Linked DNA regions of Neogale vison: region 2 is linked to region 1. Evidence: chromatin contacts called from public Hi-C data. All regions are on one chromosome and are shown on one strand. The core of a region is the stretch at or near the end of the contact, and the rest is flanking DNA. Distances in the headings are between cores, read along the strand shown. Region 1 holds the start of ATP5MC2 (ATP synthase F(0) complex subunit C2, mitochondrial). Region 2 overlaps LOC122891894 (cyclic AMP-dependent transcription factor ATF-7).

Region 1 (6,617 bases), core at 2,060-4,559:
TGCAATCAAAACCTTAAAGTCAAGATTTCCTCCACACAGTTTCTAAGATTTCCTTATAATCAAGTTACTCCCACTAGTCTGTATAAGTAGCCACTTGGTCTCAACTTTAAGACCTGTATTCATTTCCACAGCTTGTAAGTTGGTGTCTTCAGAGAAGTTCCTGTGTCCCCAACCTAAGTCTTCCTCAGTTTCTATTCAAAAGGAACTCTTCTAGGGGCGCTTGGGTGGCCCAGTGGGTTAAAGCCTCTGTCTTCTGCTCGGGTCATGATCCCAGGGTCCTGGGATCAAGTCCCGCATCGGGCTCTCTGCTCAGCAGGGAGCCTGCTTCCTCCTCTCTCTCTGCCTGCCTGTCTGCCTACTTGTGATCTCTGTCTGTCAAATAAATAAATTAAAAAAACAAAAAACAAAACAAACAAAACAAAAGGAACTCTTCTAAGATTTCATTGTCCAAGATCGAAACAGCTGACCTTTAAAGACTCTTAAGAGTTGTTTGTTGAAGTTCAAGACCCTGGAAGGATCTCCAATCTCTTTTTACTGAACCTAGTTACCTGGAAGTTATTGGGTTCCTCAAAACACTTCAATTTCCTACATTAATTAAAAGAGTGAGGCAGATCAGTGAGGAATCCTCCCATTATCCTAGTTAGCCATGATTGTTATTCATTTTCACCACCACCCAAGTGGCATTCAATTTTGTATGCTTAAGATCTAAAACAAATGCTGACACCCTACAGATAGTCCCTAAGTTTGCAGAAATGAAGTTATTTAAGAGAAAAGTGGTTGAGTTAAAGACCTACAGAAAGATTTCCCTGAGAGGCCCACAAGAACTAGTTACTTGAGGGTAGGGATGATCTATATATTAAAAACGCATATTCAAAAAAAACAAATAAAATAAATGCATATTCGAAAAATTCTGCATACTCGGGTCCCACTTTAGACTGTCCTGATCATGATCTTGGGTATAAGGCCCAAGTGTCCTATTACTTCAAACAAGCTTCTCAAGTGATTGTCAGGTACACTGAGAGCAAGGTCTTAAAACCACTAACGATGGTAGTGGTAGTCAGGACTTGACATTTTCTCACACTTAAGTTAATGCTTCCTAATATGCTATAGGTTGAAATACTCAGGGGTTACTTAAAACCTGTTAAATAACACTTCCTTAAATGAGTTGTACTCAAAATTTTTCCACATACCCTTCTGAATCCAGAATCAGTCACTTTTAAATTAATCGGTGGCTTCAACTCTTGTCCTGTCTCCAACTGCCCATACATAACTCTAACCCAATTTTGCAGCAGACTATAAAGGTTTTCTTTGGTCAAAATCCAAAATTTCCCTAAAGCTTAAAAAAAAGGAGGACGGGGGGTGGGGTGAATCAGTCAGTTGAGTGCTCCACTCTTGGTCTGGGTTCAAGTCACTCTCTCAGGGTCATGGGACTGAGCCCCACAAGGGGCTCTGAGCTCAGGGATGAGTCTGCTTAAGATTCTTTTCCTCTTCCTCTCACTCCCCACCCATGCTCTAATAAATAAAATCTTTAAAAGAAAAAAAAAGAGAGAGAGCGAGAGCCAAACTCTGTAGAGAATCTAAATGTCCATCAACAGATGAATGGATAAAGAAAATGTGTATATATAAAATGGAATACTATGCAGCCATCAAAAGAAATGAAATCTTGCCTTTTACAACCACGTGAATGGAATTAGAGGGTATTATGCTGAGCGAAGTAAGTCAATCAGAGAAAGACAATTATATGATCTTCCTGATATGAAGAATTTGAGAGGTAAGGTGGTGGGGTTGGGGAATAGGGAAGGAAAAAATGAAACAAGATGGGATCAGGAGGGAGAAAAACCGTAAGAGACTCTTAATCTCACAAAACAAACAGGGTTGCTGGGGGAAGGGGGACAGGGAGAGGGTGGGTGGGTTATGGACACTGGGGAGGGTATGTGCTATGGTGAGTGCTGTGAAGTGTGTAAACGTGGCGATTCACAGACCTGTACCCCTGGGACTAATAATACATTATATGTTAATAAAAAATAAAAAATTAAAAAAAAAAGAGCACTAGGCACCTGGCTGACTGTCAGTATGGCATGCAACTCCTGCATTTTGAATTCGAGCCCCACCTTGGGTGTAGAGTTTGCTTAACATGTAATAAATAAATAAGTAAATAAATACGGTTTTCCCCCCAAGGCAATTACACCTCAACATCATCATACAGAACATAGTTGTGGGGCGTAAATTAAGTAACATGTAGTTTAATGTGGTGCTGACATGTAACAAATCCACAAAAAAGAGTGGCAATTACGGGAGACTGCATGAAGTGCTGATGTCTCCACTGGTCACCTAACCGCGGCAAATCTGCAGTTGCTAGCCTACAACACTCCAGACGACAGCATCATCCAGAATCAGTGGGCCTAAATCATCACAGTTTTATTCTTCCGTGATCAGTCAGAGTTAGAGAGGGCTGTTGACTTAACCACTCCTTTCCTTAAACCTTCTTTTCCCTCACAAGAGGAGAGTGTGGGGACTCAGTATACCCTTGACAGAAAAGCTGGCAGGAGAAGACCACCGATGGGCCCCCCACTACTCTTTCAGGCCTGCTGCCTTTAATAGAAAAACCTTGCTATTAGCCCACCACTTCCGTTTTTTCCAACTTCTCTTGGATGGAGGAAGAGAACGGTATTGCAAGACAACCAATGGTTCCAAAGAAACTGGTTTCTCTTCTCTGCCACAGCTCTCCTAGGCCACGGTTTGAATGGAGAGGGTGTTTTGGCTCTTTGTTCTACCGTGTCCACGATTACTTTTAAAAGACTATCAGCTATCTCCATTGCTTGAGGCAGCTGAGGTCCTGAGGCCAAGTCTGGAGGTTGCCCGATAAGGAGACAACGAGTCAGGATAAGAAGAAAAAACTGAAACAGGAAGGGAGAGTATGGGGTTTGTGACAACTCTGAATAGACAAGAGGGAGAAAAGAACCTCTGCAAGAACCGCGTGGAACAGGTGAAAAGAGCGTTCTGGGATTTGACTTTCGCCAGCTACAGAGCGCTCTTCCCTCCCTCCCCCCTCCCACGAGACATCCAAGATGGCGCCAGGCCCGCGCGGTTGGAGGTCACCGGCACGCGGAAGGGGCAGCCCTAAGGCGCGGGAATACCAGGAACATGGGAGGGCGTGAGGACCAGGGTGGGCGCATGCAAGGTAAGGGCCTCAAAGGACTCGTGCGAGGTAGGGTGTTCCGCGCGCGTGCGCGGCGCATCGCGGGCGCGAGGGCCCAAAGCCTTACCTGCTCCCAGGGCCGAGGAGACAGAGAGGGCGGGGGGAGGGTCGGGGGGGGCGGGAAGAGCAAAAGGGAGGCTCAGCGCATGCGCGGCCCGGACCAACGAGACGCTCTACTAAGGATAGAGTGATTGCAACGTTGAGGGTCGGCCCAGGCGCCACAGCGCCGCCTGCCAGCTTTGTGGCGGCATTCGGCCAGTTGCTCCACCTGGTGTTTGAGAGGAGAAACTGCAGGCAGAGCCGACCCTGTGCAGAAATGAGGACGACTCTCCGGTGTAAACCGATCCGTAACGTGGCCTGCGGTTTGGTCCGCTCAGCGTTTGGGATCGTGTACCCTTTCCCAGCATGTGCAGTCACATTGCCAACCCCAACCTCCCAACCCCCCCCACACACCAGAAATTCAGTGTTAAATAACATACATCGAGATGGGGGGGGTCCTGTGCACAAAATGTAGCAGAAGGAAAATTAAAAGTCATGGCACTCCTGCCTTCTGTCGCCCAGGGACCCTGACCTTATGGACTGGAAACCCGTTCAGTGGGCGAATAGTGAGCAAAATGCCCCAGCTGCTTGTGGTGGCCTCACCTTTATTTCCCTCTCTTTCTTATTCTAGTGATCAGCCAGAATGAGGAAACCAGCATCACCGAACCAGAAGATAGGGGCTAATGATGATTGTGACTCAAGCGCCCTGACACTAAGCCTTCTCTCCGGAGTCCTGAGACAGTCAAGGAATAGTGGGCACCAGGGACCTGTAGTGAGGTTGTGAGGTCACCGCAGGCATGCCCCTGCCTCTGCCCAGACTCCATCTGTGGGAGTTGAGATAAGCCGTCCTCCCACAAGGTGCTCTCATGGAAGCCCTTCGGCTTCTCCTTCGTGCCCTTTGGCTCTTCCTTTCCCGGATGGAAAGCAGTGGGGGTGGGGGAATCCTGGCCCTCATCCCAACCTCTAGGCCTCTTTGTCTCCCAAGACAGGCGACGAGCCGCTCCGTTGGAAGGAAGGCGACAAGGCCTATCCACTTCCCCTCATGTCCAAACCCCAGCCATCCAGGCATCGTGCTTGAACGCGGCTCGAGAAGGACGGGGAAAGCTCACCAAACCCCCATAAAAAATAAAAAATAAAAAGAAAGCCGCGGCTGTAAATAAAGCCAAATCCGCCACCCTCTGAGGGGCCGTTTGTCCTCCCCTCCTTGGCCCCGTCCTTCCCGCCGCCCCCTCCCGGCTCCTGGGCCCCGCGGCGCCCCGGCCCCGAGCTCCTCCATTTAATCGGATTTGGGAGAAGGGGAGGATAAATCACGGCAGCAGCTTTACGGTCCCGGAGGAGAGGCGAGCCGCAGCCAGGCACACCCCGGCCGGCGATAAAAACCGCCGCTGAAAGCCCACGGAGCAATTTCCCGGGACCCCGAGCGACGCCATTACAGGAATGTAATTTTGCCCGGATGAGGCCCCGAGTTTAATTATCCTCGCGGAGGAATTTCAATGCGGCCAATCCATCTTGCAGGCGGGCGGCAGAGGGATTTATATGGGCCCGTTATTTCACACCGATCCTCCATCTGCATTTTTATGGCCCTGAGCTCCTGAAAGGGAGGGGAAGGAGTGGGGAGAAATCGGAGACGCGGGTGAGGAGAGAAGGGTGGGGGACCTCCCGCCTTTCCTAAATCCACGATTCCAGCTCGGTGAGGATTCTCGCTGGTTTCCCGGAAATTCCCAAATATCCCTTCAGTTCCAGTTGTTGACTCGAGGTGGGGAGGGGGGTGGAATAGGTGAAGAAAGGAGCTGGGATCGTTGGGAGGCAATCAACAGGTATTTACCAAGTACCAAGCGGTGCCAGGCAGGTATAAGGTGCTGTGAGGGGGAAGGGGAAGCCGGGCGGGCAAGGATATCCCCTAAGGGCCCCGCACACCCCCGCTCTCCCGCACACCCCCCCTCCGAATTCTTTTCAGCTCTCGGCTTCGCGGCCTCCCAGGCAAAAAAAAGTCCGCAGTTCTTAGGCGCCACCGCCAAACCGCTGTAGCTGTTTGTTGCGACAGTTTAGACCCCCTCTTGGATATCACGAACTATCCCAAAGGAGATTTGGAGAAGGGGCCCCTGAGGAAGCTGAAGTTGTTAAAGCCTGTGGCGTTTAATTCTCCCTTACCCCCCTCCCCCATTCGGTGCTGGGCTCTGGATTCACACCAGCCTGGGTTCCTAGATCGCTGTGACCTTGGGGAAGCTGTTTAACCCCTCTAAATCGATTTCTTGCTATGCACATTTGGAGTAATAATAGTGCTTACCCCACAGCGAATATTGGGATAATATATGTGAAGCTTTTAGCAAAGTACTTGGAACTCAGTCAGAGTTCAATAAATGATAGTAATAATAATACCAGTTATTGTTATTGTTGCGATTATCATTACAGCTGAAAGCATTGCAATTCGGATTCTGCACTGCTTCCTGGAGACTTGATTGGAAGATCCCTGCAGTGGTATCTCCTGAGACTCAACTATGACATACTGAACTTTTTCACCCTCATAAATCATACAAAACAGGTTCTTTGACAGGTCGGTGGATAGAGAGATCTGTGGGGGAGGACTGGAGTCCGGGAGGCTGGCTATTGTGGCCAGGCCTGAAGTCAGAAATTAAATCAGTAGGGGAACAGTGAGATTGCAGAAACTGGCTAAGGTATGTGAGAGAGGGGTGAATTGGAAGACAGCAAAAGAGAGTTAGGGAAGGGCCTTAGGGATCTTTTTGACTTGGTTTGGGAAAGGCCCCTTCCACATCAGCGAGGGAAAACTAGGATCCAGGAAGGAAAGGGTGTGGAGCCAGACTGTCCTTTCCAATCAATCTCTTTCTTTTCCTACCAGACCATGTAACAAGGCTGGCCTGATTGGCCAGTTTTTCTAATGACTGTTAGTGGCACATTCTCACTGGTTAGCAGCCTCCCGGCACAGTGGTGACGGAGAAATGAGATTGATCTTTCCTTTCTTAGGATTGGTTAACAGCCCTCAGGGGGGGCAGAGACTCATTTTAATTGACTGGATAGGCTAGGAGGGAGGTCCAGCACCTCTCATATAGAAATTCTGAGTGTTCTTTTCCATAAAGATCAAGAAGAGTCTCGATTGGCTTATGCATGTTTGTCTCTGGACGGGAAACAATAGCTTAGAAAAGAAAAATCAAAAGAATCATGCAGGCGTGCTACAATTCACTTTGAAACCCCAAACAGAGAGATGGATTCTCAGAAACATAAGAAGGATAAAAAGAGAGAGTAGGACACAAGAGAAATGCAAAGGAAAAAAATTGTCAGAGAGGCGGAAGGGTTTGAATAATTTATTTTTCACTCCTGATGGCTTAAGATGAGGCTACTTTATGATGTGTTTTGCTAGATG
Region 2 (6,617 bases), core at 1,757-4,256, 110 kb before region 1:
TTAACCAACTGAGCCACCCAGGTGTCCCAAGACTGGGTTTTCAAGAGAATGCAAGAGGAGAACTAGAGACTGGTCAAGGGGACCAGCTTTGGAGAAACCCAAGCATAATGAGAGTAGTGGGAGGAACAGAACAGAGAGAATGTGAAGAAAGAATAAAACAACTCAAGATTTTTTTAATTTTTTAACAACTCAAAATTTTGAGACTACTGATATCACTGAATAACAAGGAGAAGGAGAAGGTCTAGGAGACAAGGAGAGAAGTTCAGAAATGGGGTGTGGCGGGACATGAAGATCTGAAGGACAGAAAGACAGCCAAGTAAGTGTTCAATAAGAGATTGAAATACATGTCGGACACAAAGTCTCAATTTAGAGAAATGAGAATTATCCTCCTCAACAGGATAACGAGTCATGTGCAATGGGATGAGCACTCCAGAACAGAATGCGAAGAGTAATAGGAAAACACTTTCTCTCCTTGGGACTATCCTGTATTGATTTCTCTCATCACTCCTATAGACTTGGCATAGAATTTCCCACCTTTGAAATAATCTTTCCAGGGGCGCCTGTGTGGCTCAGTGGGTTGGGTCTCTGCCTTCGGCTCAGGTCATGATCTCAGGTTCCTGGGACAGAGCCCCGCATCCAGCTCTCTGCTCAGCGGGGAGCCTGCTTCCCACTCTCTCTCTCTGCCTGCTTCTCTGCCTACTTGTGATCTCTTTCTCTCTCTCTCTCTCTCTCTGTCAAATAAATAAATAAAATCTTAAAAAAAAAAGAAATAATCTTTCCAAACTGATAATCTTGTCTCAAATGTACCTCTTTCATAAACTTTCTCTGATTAATCCCACTTAATATTCATTCTCTTAGTATTTATACTATTTGAATTATCACTTGTACTCGACTGCAAACTCTAAAATTTTTTTCATGTATGTGTGCCTTGACTTAATAAATTTAAGTATGTGTTACCTACATATACATATATTTTAAAGATTTTATTTATTTATTTGAGAGAGAGAGAGACAGTGAGCGAGACCATGAGAGGGGAGAAGGTCAGAGGGAGAAGCAGACTCCCCATGGAGCTGGGAGCCCGATGAGGGACTCGATCCCGGGCCTCCAGGATCGTGAACTGAGCTGAAGGCAGTTGCTTAACCAACTGAGCCACCCAGGTGCCCACCTACATATATTTTTATACTATATCCACTCTTCCCTAAGATTTCCTCCAGGTTTTCTTAAGGATCATCAATGACAATGTCCCCAACTCATCATGTCCTTTTCCAGGAATTATAATCTACAAATTCCTAGCAAAGTGGCTGGTGCATACAGTAGCTATTCATAAGTATTTGCTGAATTAATAAGGATTAGGAGATGTGTAAGGGCAAGTTCCTTTCTTCACATATAAAAACAAGGAGAATGAGGTTCTCTCTTTCCTTCACTATATCTTGGGTTGCATTTGGTTAGCAATATTTAGAAAAATCGTGTCTTATCTGAGTTATGTAATAACTATCAACTAAATCCCCTACTGGCTAATATTGCAGTAAGCCTGCTTAACTCAGGCTAAATTAGAACCTCTCACAGTATTGAAAGAAAAGGCCCACTTTGTTTTGTATGTCTGTCTAGCTGAAAATGTCACAGTAGAACTGCTGCACGATTTGCGAGCAGTTTCTGAGAATGCTCCCTAGAGCATGGCATACGTAAGCAAGACACTATCTAAAACAACCAGCAAGAGATTCCAGGTCACCCAGATTGGCTTAGAAAAGTCCCATTGACTAAATGTCTTGTTTGAGCTTTGGAAATGTGCCCTCAGGGCTGTCTGGGTTCACAAGCTAAGCTGAATTTACGAACTGACGATCTGCCTACTTGGGGGAAACTGACACCCAGTGGAAGAGAAGCAGCCAGGCTAAGTCGGCTTTCTTGCTTTCTTTTGTTCACCCCTTCACTGTGGGTAGGGAGAAATGTCAAAGGCATCTTTTGTCTGTAAATCTTCCAAAGTCTTAATAAAAAGAAGGCAAGGAGGGAATAGGCTGAAAAAAGCCAAGACAAAACCTCAACACACCTACCCTCAAAAACCGCAGAACCCAATCTTGTATTTAAAACAGAATGGAGGGCACAATAGAAACTTGGGAGCATTTAGTGTTCCTTTTTCCTGATTAAATGCAGATCACATAAGGGCTCTTAATGGAAAAAGGGGAGTAGAGCTCCCAGTACATCTGGTCCCTGGTATTAATCTTAACTGTCTGGTGATATCAAGGCACGTGGCTTCGGGGGCAGCAAGTACCTGCAATGATGACTGAGTCAGTTCGGGCTGGGCCAAATTTCAATGTCATCTCATGCTTGTGTTTATGAACTGCCAGGTGGTCCTCGTTTGTAAATCTCTGAAACGAAACAGAAACAGAGATGTGAAAAAAAAAAAAAAGAAAAGAAAAGCGATTCAGTGCCCTTTTAAAATGTCCTACCAAACATCCTGCAATAAGGATGGTCCCTGGACAGAGGGGCTGAAAGGGGAATGGGAAGGAGAAAAAATTGGAAGTGACGGAAAAGGAGAGGAGAGGGATTAAAGGAGAAAATGGGGAAGGGGGAAAAGAGGCACTAGAAAGCTATGCGGAGAGGAGAAGAGGAGGGCCGCAGCACCAACTGCTCTGCAGTATCAGGTCCAAATGAGAGAAGTGGACAGATTGCTGGTGAACTGGGTCCAGGCAGGAGGCTCCAAATGAAAAAAACATTTAGGCAAGGCTCGTGGCGAACAAGGGGGAAATAATTTTTAATAATAATAATAAAGAGGGAAGAAGGGAAAAGCTGGACACTCATTGGTCATCACAAAAATAGGAAATTCAGAATGAAGCTCTCCACAGTGGGGCTGAACTGGACTATTTATGAGGGGGCTAACAGGGAGATAAATTATGCAGGATTAGGAGAACCATTTAACTTCCTGGCCCCCACAGTGCTGCAGCAGGCGCCTGCCCAGCTATTTGGCTCAGGGTTTTAATGAGCCAGGATGGAGCCGTAGAGGACAGAGGCCCAATGGCCAGCAGTAATGGCACACACCAGCCCCATCGGCCAAATGCTGTCTCCCTTCATCGGGCAGCCCGCCTGGGCTCCGGCAGCCATAAAGGGGCCAGTGCAATGCTGCTGGCTATAGAATGACAGAATAAAAATGCAAGCAAAAAAATTTTTTTTAGGGTAGGGAGGACCCTGTAGGCAGGATGAGGGAAGGGAAAAGGAGATGGTGTAGAGGCTTTATTTATTTAGGGGTTTGGGTGAAAGGAAAATGAAAAGGTGAGGCTAGGTCAGCCTCAGTTACGACATATAAGACAGGGTTACTGGATAGTAATTCATGTTCCCACCCCTTCTTTAAAGCGGGGGAGGTGAAGAGAACAGATGAACAGCAGTAATTCAAAAGAATGATACCCTCAGAATTCCCTTTGAGGCTGGCTGGCCTGGTTCCTTCGTTAAAACATGCCTGCAACACAGGAACAGCTTGGATGCTGCAGCTTCCCTGAGCTCCCTCACCAGCGAGCCTCTGAAACATGTTTGTTTGTCTTTTTGTTTCTAAAAATGATGACTGGTTAGTCCCCTCCTTTTACTTTCCTCATGAGATACATACCCATTTCCCAGCAAATGCTATACCTTTAGCTCTTTTTTTCCACAGTGCTTCTTGACTGCAAACCAAATACACAGGAGCTAGCCCCACCCATCTCGGCTCCTATCCAGTCAAGAAAGTGACACTGAACTTCAGTTTAAGTTCCTTTATCTTACCTGGAAGTAGATACTGTCCCCAAATTTGCTCAGAGCCCTATCAGCACTAAAGCTAGCTTAAGGTGTAAAATCCTCCCAGGCTAGGACTCCAGGCCTGTAGGGAAAAGTGAATTTTCAATTAAGAGGATGAAGAACCAAAAAGTAAAACTGTCAAAAACACTGCCTTGGAGTGATTTCTGATGGATCCAGGATAAAACTGATGAAGTATGGGGGAATTTATCCAAGAACTTTAGTTTTCTCTATTGTTGGTTAACCACAGGCATCAACGGTTTCCTTCACAGATTTCTGCCTAAGGAAAAATGGCTGGGGCTAAGGGTGAAAAAAGGAAGAGAACAGTCTTTTAACCAGGGGTATGATATCTGTCGGTTAAATAAGTCACTCTTGAGGTTCTGAGCTTGCCTGGTATTTGGTAAAAGGAAATGAGCAGAATCTAGTCTACAACAAAGAAAAACCAACATTTTAGGAGAAGAGCAGTGGATCAGGCAGAGGTACAGAATTTCAAAACACTGGTAATGTTCTAACAATCTTTTCCAAAAAGATGTTTATAAGTACTTCAAGGAAGTTTCATATAGGTAGCTTGAAAAATTTTGCACAATGTTCTGGAATCTAGAAGAATGACCTTTAAGTAAAAGTCCTTTTCTATTATCAAAAATAAAGTCTGTGTAAAACTGAGCTGAGAGAAAAGACTTGAAACCTTCATCAGGTTTTACTCTGGTTAGGATCACTTAATATTTTAGTTCACATAGGGGCGCCGGGGCGGCACAGTCAGTTAAGTGGCAGACTCTTGGTTTCGGCCGGCTCAGGCCGAGCTCTCTTTTCTGGGTCATGAGATAGAGCCTCATGCCAGACTCCATGATGAGTAGTGGAGTCTGCTTTGAGTTTCTCCCTCCCTCTCTGCTCGTGCTCTCTCTCTCAAATAAATAAACCTTAAAAACGATTTTTTTAAAAAAAAGCAACCCCCCTTCTGTTACAATTTTGCTACACAGTCCCGATTGTCTTATCTAGCCTCTAGCTCTGGTTCCTCTCCGCTGCACACCCAGCCCACACTCCCTTCCATGCAGCCCTGTTCTCTCCTTGAGTTATTTAATTTTTCCCAGTCAAAAGCTGGGATCTGAAAAGAACTGAAGGTGGCCAAAGGGATTTCCCATCCACTGGCATCTCAGAGGGCTTGATAACCGTGATCATGGATAGGAAAAAAATTACATCTTTATTTTCACCGAACTCTGAAATTTAACATTCCTAACTCGAATAGACATCACACATATCTTCTTATCACATATATCAAAATGTCCTTTATACTCACTGCTACTTTGAAACTATGGGAATCACAAGACCTACCACTAGAACTCTTGTTATCTAATGCATCAATTAAATACCACACATATGACATTATCAATTTTTTAAAAGATTTTATTTATCTATTTATCTATTTGACAGACAGAGATCACAACTAGGCAGAGAGGCAGGCAGAGAGAGGGGGAAGCAGGCTCCCTGCTGAGCAGAGCCTGATGCGGGGCTCGATCCCAAGACCCTGAGATCATGACCCGAGCCGAAGGCAGAGGCTTTAAGCCACTGAGCCACCCGACATTATCAAATTTTTTTTTAATATTTTATTTATTTATTTGACAGAGAGAGATTTCAAGTAGGCAGAGAGGCAGGCAGAGAGAGAGAGGAGGAAGCAGGCTCCCTGCTGAGCAGAGAGCCCGATGCGGGACTCGATCCTAGGACCCTGAGATCATGACCTGAGCCGAAGGCAGCGGCTTAACCCACTGAGCCACCCAGGCGCCCATTATCAAATTTTTTAAAAAGGTTTTATTTATTGGACAGAGAGTGTGCATGCACAAGTACGTGCACACATGAGCAAGGGGAGGGGCAGAGGGAGAGGGACAAGCAGACTCCACACCGAGTAGGGAGCCCAACACGGGACTCAATCTCAGGATCCCAAAATCATGACCTGAGCCGAAGTCAGGTACTTAAGGGACTGAGCCGCGTAGGCCCCCTACATTATCAAATATTAAAAATATTTTTGGTAATTGTATTTCAAAATAATTGGTTTCTTTTGTAATTCTATGTATTTTACTTTATTAATTTAAAAAAATAATATTCTGAAAAATAAATAAAAATAAAAACAATATTCTGAAAAGGGGTTCACAGGCTTCATCAAACTACCAAGAAGGGGCGGTTGTGACACCATAAAAGTTAAGAATCCCTGACTAAATTAGGTAGTGAGCTTCTGAGGAGGAGGCAAATGGGCAAAATTTTAAGAAGCAGAGCACTGGCCTGGTCTTGGCTTCAGTCATCTCTCCCTATAACTTCTTTCTCTCTCTCTCTCTTTTTTTTTTTTAAAGATTTTATTTATTTTGAAAGAAAGAGAGAGAGAAAGTGAGCAAGCAGAGGGAGGGGAAGTTGGAGAGAGAATCTCAAGCCGATTCCGTGCACAGAGCTCAACTCAGGGCTCGATCCCATGACTACTAGATCATGACCTGAGTCAAAATCAGAAGAAGCTCAAATCCTTGGAACCACCCATATGCCCCTCTCCTTATAATTTCTAATACAATTTTTATATGGCTAGAGTAGGAAGGGAAGAATAAAAGTATACTAAAGCTTTTTATTAAAGTGAATGTTGATCTGACTATTATTTTTATTGTTCCTTACATTCTTTCTCATTTATTAAAATTTAACCCTTAAGGGGGAGCTTGACTGGCTCAGCTGGTGGAGTGTGTGATTGTTGATCTCTGGGTTATAGGTTCAGGTTCCATGTTGGGTGTAGAGATTACACGAAGAAAAAATAATAAAATCCCTTGGTAATAAATAAATAAATAAATTATAAAATCCTTAAAATTATTTTAAAAATTAAAAAAAATTAACCTTTA

Evidence for each region. Hi-C and Micro-C count contacts between places; a contact is called where the count stands out from the background.
Region 2: a Hi-C map of tongue shows a contact between it and region 1, with 3 times the contacts expected there. The contact joins the enhancer-like site here to the promoter of ATP5MC2 in region 1. A contact is called at or near these places in 3 of 3 Hi-C or Micro-C datasets (fibroblasts, muscle and tongue).

Annotation. Positions count from the first base shown.
Region 1 is chr12:99,997,212-100,003,828 of ASM_NN_V1, reverse strand. ATP5MC2 (ATP synthase F(0) complex subunit C2, mitochondrial) reads right to left here and starts at 3,309. Exons shown (of 5, transcript XM_044227479.1): 1 at 3,267-3,309.
Region 2 is chr12:100,111,745-100,118,361 of ASM_NN_V1, reverse strand. LOC122891894 (cyclic AMP-dependent transcription factor ATF-7) reads right to left here. Exons shown (of 12, transcript XM_044227923.1): 3 at 2,267-2,363. Among named protein-coding and RNA genes, the nearest start is that of TARBP2, 39 kb to the left of the region's middle. Within about 2 kb of position 3,006, the one cell type or tissue checked has open chromatin away from gene starts, as enhancers often do. A contact at or near this core is called in fibroblasts, where this site is marked.